2 separate regions of the Danio rerio genome follow, and region 2 is linked to region 1. Evidence: chromatin contacts called from public HiCAR-type data. All regions are on one chromosome and are shown on one strand. The core of a region is the stretch at or near the end of the contact, and the rest is flanking DNA. Distances in the headings are between cores, read along the strand shown. Region 1 holds the start of slc25a21 (solute carrier family 25 member 21). Region 2 holds the start of pax9 (paired box 9).

Region 1 (5,596 bases), core at 2,995-5,494:
AGAAAGAAAGAGAGATGTCTAATGTGAAATGGATGGCAAATGGATGATGGCATCATCATTGTAGGCAGCAGTGAATTAATTATTCATGAATAATTAATTAATTCATAACGAATTAATTATTTGTAGCCTACTGTTTTAACTACCTGACCCACATGGTCTTTGTTTTACCCATTACCAAATGCTAAATAAAGATAAGTTACAAACAAATTACCACCTGCCAATTAGTTTTTCCGCAACACTCTGGCATTTGTGTCCTTATAATGGCTTCGACAAACTTGGTTGATAAAAAAGGTGCACAACCAACAGGAACCAACCAAACCGTATCTGAGGTTTTCACTAAAATTAATAAGTACAAGCATGAAAGCGAACGATTGGAGCAGTGTGCTGACGCCATGACATGTTACCTGATGGATTCAAAAAACAGAAGAATCAGACAGAGATAGATAGAAACAAGATTAATTAAATATTGCGTTTACAACAACTATAGTGAGACGCAGTGGTACATCCTTGATAAACTGCCCAACGTGCACTGCTCTTTGGGGTTTTGTGCTCAAAGCACCCGCTGACTGCTGGAGCTCAGACATGCTCGTACACTGCAGCGCATGACAGTGTGTGTGTTTGTGTGTGTGTAATCACTAAATGTGAGTTTTTAGCAGTATAGTGTGGAAGGAGGGCTTTTCAGAAAAGCTAGATGAAACGCATTGTGGACATTGATCGATTTCCTTCTAAAATGCCATTTTAAAACGAAGACGTTGCTGCTGCAAAGAGGGCGGGCCAGCGAATCACGATGCCGCCTCAGCATCTTGATGTCTAGCCCCTAGTAACCCCAGTTGCAATGTACTAATTGTGTAAATACATGTTTTACATTCTACTTACATTATATGTACTTATAAATACATTTTAGAAAGAAAGAAAGAAAGAAAGAAAGAAAGAAAGAAAGAAAGAAAGAAAGAAAGAAAGAAAGAAAGAAAGAAAGAAAGAAAGAAAGAAAGAAAGAAAGAAAGAAAGAAAGAAAGCTGTTAAAATAAAGCATATTGAAAGGAATATATGTATTTATTTCTTAAGCTCAAAATCCTTCCTTGTACTTGTTATAATGAGCTTGTCTGACAGGGAGATTTCCTATCACAAGTACAGTCAGCTTGATTCTAAATGGTCAAATTAATGTAGAACTGGGTTTTGAAGGCTTGTGTTGAACACAGACTGATTCTCTGTAATGGCACAGTAAAAAGCCTCACCGGAGCAGTTCTTTCACATTAGCTGATTTTCCTATTTCTCCGCCAATACATTTTCACAAGCTTAAAATGTATAATGAAAGCTTTCGCAAAGCAGCTGGCATCATTTCTTTTTACAAATGTGCAGATTCCGTTCTGTCTGCTGCATGTACAGTATTAAACTACTGCTGGTCTGTGTATGTATGCATTATATGGGTCTCGCTAAGAGTGTTGTGATTTTAAGACGCTTAGTCAGTTTGTCCTGTGTGAACTCCAAACGCACACACACACACACACACACACACACACACGCACACACGCACGCACACACGCACGCACACACGCACGCACACACGCACGCACGCACGCACGCACGCACACACACACACACACACACACACATTTATTGACAAGTTAAAGGATGATTACTGTCATTAACACAGACGTCAATGTTTATAACATAGTGGTTTAACATATGCAAGTTAAGTATAATACAGAAACATTTTCATTTTCTCAGGGTTACATTAACTGAGTAATATTGGACAAATTGCAAATTGTGTTTTTAAATAACTTAAGGTTATAAATGGGAAGTTTTTTTTTAATTGTCAATATTTACATTTAGCCAAATAACTAATTGTTTAGTCTCTCACACATAATCTATTTGACATTATAAAAGAACAAAACAGGGAATAACTTTTGAGTTAGAGTTAAGTAATGATGAGCAACTGAGATTTGCAAATATTATTAGTAATATTATTATTAGTTAGTAAACATATTATTCATATTAGTAATATATATATATATATATATATATATATATATACATATATATATATATATATATATATATATATATATATATATATATATATATATATATATATATATATATATATATATATAATTTTAAGTAAAAAAAACTCAACATAAAGATAGGAGTCTGAGAAAAATTATCATTTTCTAATGTAAATTTCAGACAGCACTAAGAGGTTTTTGCATCTGAGCTCTTCTTATATATATATATATATATATATATATATATATATATATATATATATATATATATATATATATATATATATGTCTGATTCCAGCGTTATGGATGATACATTTGCAGTAAAAATTCAAAACATAAATTCACAGAGAAAGTATACGTTAACATTATATTGAATCATCTGTTTATATTTTCCAAAACAACTAACCACAGAGTTATAGGATCAAAAAAAATCAATCTGTGCACATTTTTATACTTTAAATGAGGAAAATAAACAAGCGTTATGGATGTGACAAAAAAAGTGCGAGTTTACAGTATACAACATATTTCGTAGAAATTCTGTGAATTAAACTGCACAACCCAAAATAAATATTCCTTAACAAAAGGATAAGAGTTGGCTCTTTATAGAACAAAAGTGATTGATTTTATTTTATTTTGACATTTTTGCATTTTTGAGGGAAAAGCTTTGTTATGGATGTGACACTTTTTCGTTATGGATGTGACGGATGTGAAATTGCCATTTGTGTGACTTTGGTAAATCAAATATAATAGTTTGAAAACATTGACAGACACATTTTTAAGTATTTTTAAAGTACTGTAAAACACTTGCCTGCGCAAAAAATGTAGAAACGGTTTCGCTATTTTGGTGAAAACATTTTTCTTTTCATGGCAAGGTTGACATTTTCATGGAATTGCTCATATATATATATATATATATATATATATATATATATATATATATATATATATATATATATATATATATATATATATATAAAAATTCTAATTCTCTCTATTTAAGGCTCCAAAAAATATTGAATCAACTTTACTTGATTCTGACTAAACCATGATGTAAATTATTGCTTCAGTGACTCCCAGGTAGATTTATGGTAGAGCTTAAGTATTAAGTTTTATAATTTATCTGTATTATTAATTATGTACTGGATAATTTGTTAAAATAATAATAAAAGTAATATTAAATCATAATAAAAAACAAATAAATAGTAAAAAAATATGCGAATAAATGTAATTTAAAATATAAATAAATTAATATTTAAACCGGCATGTGAACATGAAATAAAGAAAAGAAAAAAACATAAAATTTAATCCAATGAGTAAAATGCATACATACAGAAGTATAATGAGCAGAATACAAGACGTAACTTAACAGAACTCAATATGTTTCTAACCATCTCAGAGACTTTCGTTTTAAAATTCCCTTGCTCTCGCATTAGGATGAGCTATTATTAGATATCGTTTTATACATTTCATACTGCTGGATTGGTTTTAGTGTTACTGTATTATTTCTTTGTTTAATGTCACTAAATACCCAGCCTTTATGCTCTGAAATGAACGCGTGAACAAAGTAAAACTCAGAGGGAACGATTAGTAAACGGAACCATCAGAAGTGCGCGTGTCTCCCGCGTCCCTCTTCGGACATACATCCGGTCAAAGGATTCCTACTTCTATCTGCTTCAAAATCACCCACTAAACACATTCAAGGAACAATAGCAACAGTATAATACAAATCACACCCTATGAAAGTACCTCAGGCACCACTGAAAGTCTGCCAACTAACTACTGAATTTGCACGAGCAGCGCGCGAGACAGAACCACTTGGTAAACAAAGTTCGTGGATTGTATGAAAGAGAAAAGTTAAATCTCGTCTTACCTGCTGAACCTCCCGCAATGATCTGATGAGACGCTTCTCTCAGCAAACTTTGCTTTTTAGATGTCATTTTTGTTTGGTTCTGGGCCTGTGTTGAGGAAAACAAACTGTCATAGCCGCGCTGACTTAATGGAAACAGCTGTCATTTCATATGTGTTAACATTATGACTTTAGTGTTTGACATTATTAGTGACTGTCTCGAGTAAATACATAGTGTAGCAAACGTTAAAATCAGTAACAGTCGGTCGTTGTGTTCATTTGGCCATACGGCGCGTAATATAGTGTGGTAACGTTATATGGATTAAACCTTACGCTGATTAGTTTGGGATTTGAGTTGACTGTTTATTGTAGTAGTTCCTCGAGCTGTTGTGACACGAGGCGTCCTGGCGCGAACAGAAACGACGGAGATCTGTGCGTGAGCGCGCGCTGAGGCAGTTCATGTGTGCAGGTTAATTTTAACTCGGAGACAAATTCAGCTCACAGAGTCCACTGGGCAGAGGATGAATAGCCTACTAGCCTATGATTAAAGTACATAATACTAAAAAATCGATACAATATAACAACAACATTCCATATCAACTGTAGATTTATTCGTATTTGTCCGTAAGCCAGAGAAACTATGAAATTTTCACATTTCTTTTTCCACTGGCGTTCATTACTCACTTAGACCAAAGTATTCAAACCGTTTTTACAGTCTATGGTTCAAACACACTTTTTTTTTTTTTTAACTTTTTTTCTATTTTTTGCTTTGTCTTAACTTAATTAGCAATACTTTTTAATGTTGTATCAATTAATAATCTTTCTTTACATGAAAATGTTTTGTTGTTTATATTTTGGTTTGAACAAGTTTAGCGTTCTTTAGCATAAATGCTAACATGGACATTATACAACATTCAAAGACAAAAGAGGGTTTTCAAAGTCTGTTATTTTATTCAGTGTAACTTGTTTTATATAGCAAACAAAAATATAGTTATTAGGCATATTTAGCATAAACATCAGTAAGTGGCACTTTAAAAGACTAAAAGTTGAAGTGCACCTCTAAAATACATTTGTATCGCACAAAGGTTTTGATTTTAGATTTATCTAATGCAAGTAAATAATAAAGCATAACATAAATATAAGCCTATACACAATTAGCATTGGGATGATAATCGGTTTCAAGGTTTACCATGGTTTGGAAAACTGCCAAAGCTTTCTGTTATTCTGTTCCTATACGGTATATTGAAGTTATTTCTTAAAACTATTTTATTTCGGGGTTTTTTTTTTACGGCAACAGTATCTCCAGCAAAAAAGCAACATCCACATCAAAATCTATGAGTTTAAAATACTTGAAATGTTTCCTAAAATAAAATTTATTGTGTTCAATAGGGGGAAAAAGTTGTTTTTTTACCCAGAGATTTAAAAAGAACTTATTTTGGAGCAGTGATCACATCGCGTGAAACTGTGATTGTTTTATTCAAGGTTATTAAACCGCTAGAATTTTATGCCGGCCCACACCTAAACACAATAGATTGTGAAAAATAACTTTTAAGCACACTAAACCTATAGTAGCCTACCAAGTAAATCAGATATGTCACCTCAGACACTAAAAATACACAGAGCTTAAAATAGTGTACTTGACGTCTCATAAACTAAAAGCTGTGATTTAAAATGTGAAGAAAAAACATAAAAATACATCCTTGAGAAAGTCTGGGATTCCTCCAAACCATGTAGTGAACCACA
Region 2 (5,571 bases), core at 978-3,477, 210 kb before region 1:
TGCGATCATAGAAGAGGCTTGTGAATGTATGATAGTTTTGTGTATAATAATTCATTCATGGACTATTTTCAAGAAGTTCATGGTGTTTTATAACCAAGACAAAAGAAAGATATCATGTGGGTCTGTCCCACGCAAAGGCTGCAAGTGCGGCAGAAGCAGGCTGCCTTTCACATCAGTCTTCACACCTCATTAACGCACCCCTTTCTCTATCTCTCGGTGGTAAGTTAGTGCGCTGGATTTATGCCCTCCTTCTGCAATCATAACAAACGACGCAAGAGAACATGATACGCAGCCAGTAAACGAACCACACATTAAAATTATTTAAGAAACTCCATCTAATCTGGAGGATAGTAACTGCATTGTCGTCCTATAACACGCTCTTGCATAGACACTTCACCCATATAAATCAGACGATCACGTTTACCCCGTATCGCTTTCAGTTTAGCTTTGTCCCTTCACTCGGCTAAAGCAGCAAACAAGCCAAATCTTTGGTGTTTACTTTGGTAGTTCTTTAAAACGCAAGAGGCTGATTTGAATAATTCAAATACTTTGAATATCCAAAGTCCTTAGATTGATTAGAAACATTATTATTTGGGTGATTTTAGGTACTTCAACGATTAAGAATCGTTTAATGAGTGGCAATACAGAGGATATGGGCCCTAAAATCAGCCTAGATGAAAACATACTGCTGTGGTGTAGTGAATTCTTATGAGCTTGCGCGTAAGGGAACGTCAAAATGTACAACATACAATATGAGAATCGTAAATATACTTGTAAGGACACTATTTAAACGTATAAGCATGAATGAAAGCTAATTTGTTTTCCCTCACCCAAATGTAATGAAACTAAAGCAAGATAAGTCAAACTCCAGTTAGCTGCGAGATTTGAACTAGGTAAAGAGTAAAGTTTGTGAAGTCTAAGATAGTACACCCCATAAGAGAAAACCAAACGCTGATAGGGAAAACCTTGAAAGGGTTCAAGTATCTTAGGTAAACAGGAAACAACAATAATACAAATAACTTGCCACTATCTTTGCAATGGCTTTTATAGTGTTCTAACAGGCCTGAGCGCAGCTAAACAATAGCCTACCACACATTTTTACATATTCTAAAATTTTATCAAATCCTGTAGGCATTACTAATAATGAATACTACTAAATATATATATTACTAATCCTAGTGTACTCGATAATACATTTACACATTTAACATGAACCGTACTTAGCCTAACTTTTAATGGTGCCTATGTGCTATGTGTAACTAGTAAACAAGCTTCAATTAAAACAATATTTATTAAGAATTTATTATTTCTTTAACCATTGTGCCAGTCTGATGGCTCACATTCACTTCATCAAACATACACAGAAATAGTTTGTTTACCCTTTTCAAGTCGTCGTCATTTTATATATATTTAAATAACTGTATCATTATGCCATCAATTCATAATCCCACGAAAATCAATGAAGCCTAAAAAAATCTTATGGCCTTGCCAAATTTATGCTTTTATACGAGTGACTAATATGAAAAACTGTGTATTATGAAGAGTTGATGCTAAATTTCATTTTGATTATGTAAACCATCCACATTTTGCTATTTAATTTTAATCAACCTAAATAAATTATTCGTAAAACGACTGACGGGGCTGATCCATTGTTCCATATTTCACCAGCCATCGTCTTCTTCTTTTATTATTATTATTATCAAACAGCATTTTAACCGTTGGTCTGAAACTAGTCTATTGCTATACCACCAAATCAAAATGCATTTGTAAAATTGCCTTTTTATTTAGCCTACTATATTTATACGAACCACTCAATAAAGCGGACGCGTCAGAATCAAATTAAAGATGATATCAGGATAAGACACGCAAAGTTCTCCACTCTTCTAGTCGACGTAATAATTAGAATTATGCTTATGAAACAAAATTACAGTGCAATGTTGCAAACACTTACCATTCAAGATGTGTCTAAAAAGAAAATCAAGACTCGGGGAACCCTGTCCACTAGTTCAAACGCGAAAGGGGAAGCCTACGCTAGTGCAAACGCCTGTCATGTCAAACTTGTCAGCCAATAGAAAAACAACATGGAAGTACCTCGCTGTGTGATTGGCTGGCAGCACCTCGTTTAGGAGACATGTGTAAATGGCCAGCCCACCATTTTCAGGATTGAAATGTAAGCCTGTGTTCCCTGCCATAAGGAAACAGAAGGCGAATTTTCCTCTCTTGCAACTAATCGCTATCACATCCGTCTCGGACGCTTAATTTTCATCTGCATCGGCTTCGGTGCAATAATTACCAGCTAAACTGGACTCGGAACAGGTCAGAATAGGACAGCATAGTGAAGTTTCTTTTTTCCTCGGGAGGCTAAACGCAATGGGTAAGATCTATATTCATGTTTTCCCACATGGGAGCGGGCATGCATTAACACATTTGAGGGGAAAAAAAACTGTTCGACATATAAGTAATATATAGTTCAGTTCTTGACTCAAAACTGTTAAAACGACTGATGCTTCGATCGTCATTTCGGAAATTAGAATGGCACATTGCTGCGATTGTGCGTAATCGCGTCCAAAACGTGCCTAAGTTACCGAATGTACAATTTCGTGTATCATGACAGAATTTGTTTTGTGACACTTAGCTTTTTGCAGTAAACATTGACAGAGAAGCAAACACGATCTTTAATTGAAAGCAAACACAAAACATAGATAAATCGAATTTAATCGAAAATGAATCCGACGTACTGAAATATTAAAGTTTAACGATCCATTGCCTAGGTATATCTGATGTTTTATGCTATTTTTTTCTTTTATATATCTGCATAACTAGAGCCAGCCTTTGGGGAGGTGAACCAACTAGGCGGTGTTTTTGTCAACGGAAGACCCCTACCCAATGCCATCCGGCTCAGGATAGTAGAGTTGGCCCAGTTGGGCATCAGGCCTTGTGACATCAGCAGGCAGCTCCGCGTCTCCCACGGCTGCGTGAGCAAGATTCTGGCTCGGTACAACGAAACCGGCTCAATACTTCCCGGTGCAATCGGCGGCAGTAAACCGAGGGTCACGACCCCAAACGTAGTCAAGCACATTAGGACTTACAAGCAACGGGACCCTGGTATTTTCGCATGGGAGATTCGAGACAGACTGCTCGCGGACGGCGTATGTGATAAATTTAATTTGCCCTCTGTCAGCTCAATTAGTAGGATTCTCCGCAACAAGATCGGGAATCTGTCTCAACAGAACCAGTACGAGTCGAGCAAACAGGCCTCTCATCCTCAACCTCAACCCACCATACCCTACAACCACCTGTATTCGTATCCAACTCCAATAGCAGCCGCTGGGACTAAAGTACCAACTCCGCCTGGCATGCCCACTCTTCCTGGACATATGGCAATGCATAGGATATGGCCTTCCTCTCATTCTGTTACAGATATTCTGGGCATTCGATCAATAACGGAGCAGCAAAGTAAGCATCCTCTCAGTTTTTGGTAATACAAACTTTGTCCTTGTTTTTGTGTGTCTGTGGACATGCCAAAAGACTGTTCTCAGGCCTGTCAAAGCGTGTGTGACATTTTGTGCATGTCTGTGTTTCTCAAATGAAATTAAATGAGATGTTTTTGTAGCGATGGACTGACTAAAACGTAAGTTGTTGAAATTAAAAGCTATACAAAAGTCGATAATTTTATTGGACGCAATTATTTAACAAGTCCGCAAAATTTTAAATACGAACAAATTTTTAAAGCGATGTGGGATGATTCAAACATTGTGCTGAAATGTTTGCAGAAGCTCCACGTTTGCAATAAAACAGACGGTTTAAGGCTTTTAGTAATAATTATATAGCGGATGTGGAATATAACGAAGAATTGGCCCAGCCAAGAGGAAAAAAATGCTTTTTAAGGCCAGCAGCGTTATATAGGCTACTAGGGCCCACATTTTACACGATTTATTTCAAGTACATTTTTTTTAAAAACAATTTGCGAATGCCTACACAGCAAGGCTTTTCATTAGCCTAAGCATGTTATGGACTTGAATTGAGGCCGAACGTTTTATTTTCTTCAATTAACGACTTCAATTATGTCGGTCATTTAGTGAATATTAAAATTATCTTAAGGAAACGTGGAAACGGAATAACATTATATGCAACCTTGATAAATCTGTTTGTTTGCCTTATCCTGTTGTTTTATGCGTACAGTATCATGTAAAGGCCGCAGCCTGTCTTATTTAATTGTAGTTGTTCGCCTTTTCAAAGGCAGTGTTGACAATAATGCTTCAAACGCAGATGAGGATATTGAGTTTAGGCGGCCTTTATTAACCAATACTGCATTTCTAAACGATAAGCAGATGTTTACGGCAGCTTTTGAAAACGTAAATAAAGTATGATCTTGGAAAACTGAAAAACGTGTAGCGTGCAACTGTTTCACTATTTACAACATTAGTGAAGCAAATACGAAACGTACTTTCGAGGAGGGTTTGACAGGAAGAATGCATGCTGAAAACTTTTAGACAGTTTGTCATGATTTAGAGTTCACCTACAACCAATGGAGCAACTCTCTTTTTTTCTTTCGTACACACACAGACACTGAGTAATGGTTGTTCATGCTCAAACATCATCGGGTCTTCAAGCTAAGTAACCTGTGCATTTTAATTACATTTTCTTTTTGAAACTGTAGATTTGTTTAACGTAATCGACCTTTTTAAAATATAAGAGCGACTACACGTGATCCCCGAATGATCGATGTGCATAAGCTACAGAACAGTTTGTAAAAATGTCGTATTGTTGTGTCGTATTCCTGGTTATGCTTTGAGAACAATACAAAGATGCACACATAGATCCACACGTGATGGAATGGGGGAAATCTACTTTGTGGCCCTCTCAGGTTACAACACTGGTGGGCTTGCTTTTCCAATTTCAAACTTTAGGAACCGTGTATAATATAATATCCATCAGGCACAAAGGGGAAACGGTTAAAGTAAATCTAATTTGTCCTCCCAGGAAGACGCTGGGTAAATGTTCAGCAGGACTTCTTGTATTGTGAGCATCAGAAAGAATTAACCATCTCAACTCACATCCTGGTGTGTTTTCATTCGTATGAACAGGAAGAGCGCCGTTGTGACTTATAAAATAAGTTGATAAAACGTATGATCTCCTTATAAGTATTATTGCATACAAAAATGTGTCTTGATGTATTTTAATGATACAGTCTGCACACGCTGTTATTATATGACACTATATACATAACGTGTGTCTACGTGTGTTGTCAGTACAGCAGATTGTACTGAATAAGTACTTCTTGTGGCAGTTCTCCTCCCCACGCTTGTCCTGTCTGACTCTAGTCTTCCATGTTTCTGTTTTGCCCCCCAGTTAGTGACAATCCGTCCTTTCCCAGCGCCAAACTAGAAGAATGGAGAGCTATTAACAGGAGTAATTTTTCACCAGCGAATTCTCCACTAGTCAATGGTGTGGATAAGCCTCACTTAGAACCTGAAGCAAAATACAACCAGGTAAAAAATGCCTCTTCTAGGTATCCAGGTAAAAAGCCAATCTAAAAAAAGAAGAAGAAAAATCAAATTCGCCTAATTA

The links. HiCAR-type assays count read pairs that join an accessible place to other places.
Region 2: a contact with region 1 is called in a HiCAR-type map of caudal fin, with 9 times the contacts expected there. The contact joins the promoter of pax9 here to the promoter of slc25a21 in region 1. A contact is called at or near these places in 6 of 18 Hi-C or Micro-C datasets (caudal fin, embryo and hematopoietic stem cells) and 3 of 4 datasets of contacts at active chromatin or transcription factors (caudal fin, embryo and gastrula embryo).

Annotation. Positions count from the first base shown.
Region 1 is chr17:39,896,772-39,902,367 of GRCz12tu, reverse strand. It overlaps slc25a21 (solute carrier family 25 member 21), which reads right to left and starts at 4,244. Exons shown (of 11, transcript NM_001076632.1): 1 at 4,187-4,244; 2 at 3,878-3,962. The coding sequence starts at 3,944.
Region 2 is chr17:40,109,031-40,114,601 of GRCz12tu, reverse strand. It overlaps pax9 (paired box 9), which reads left to right and starts at 2,227. Exons shown (of 4, transcript NM_131298.1): 1 at 2,227-2,374; 2 at 2,824-3,456; 3 at 5,353-5,492. The coding sequence starts at 2,371.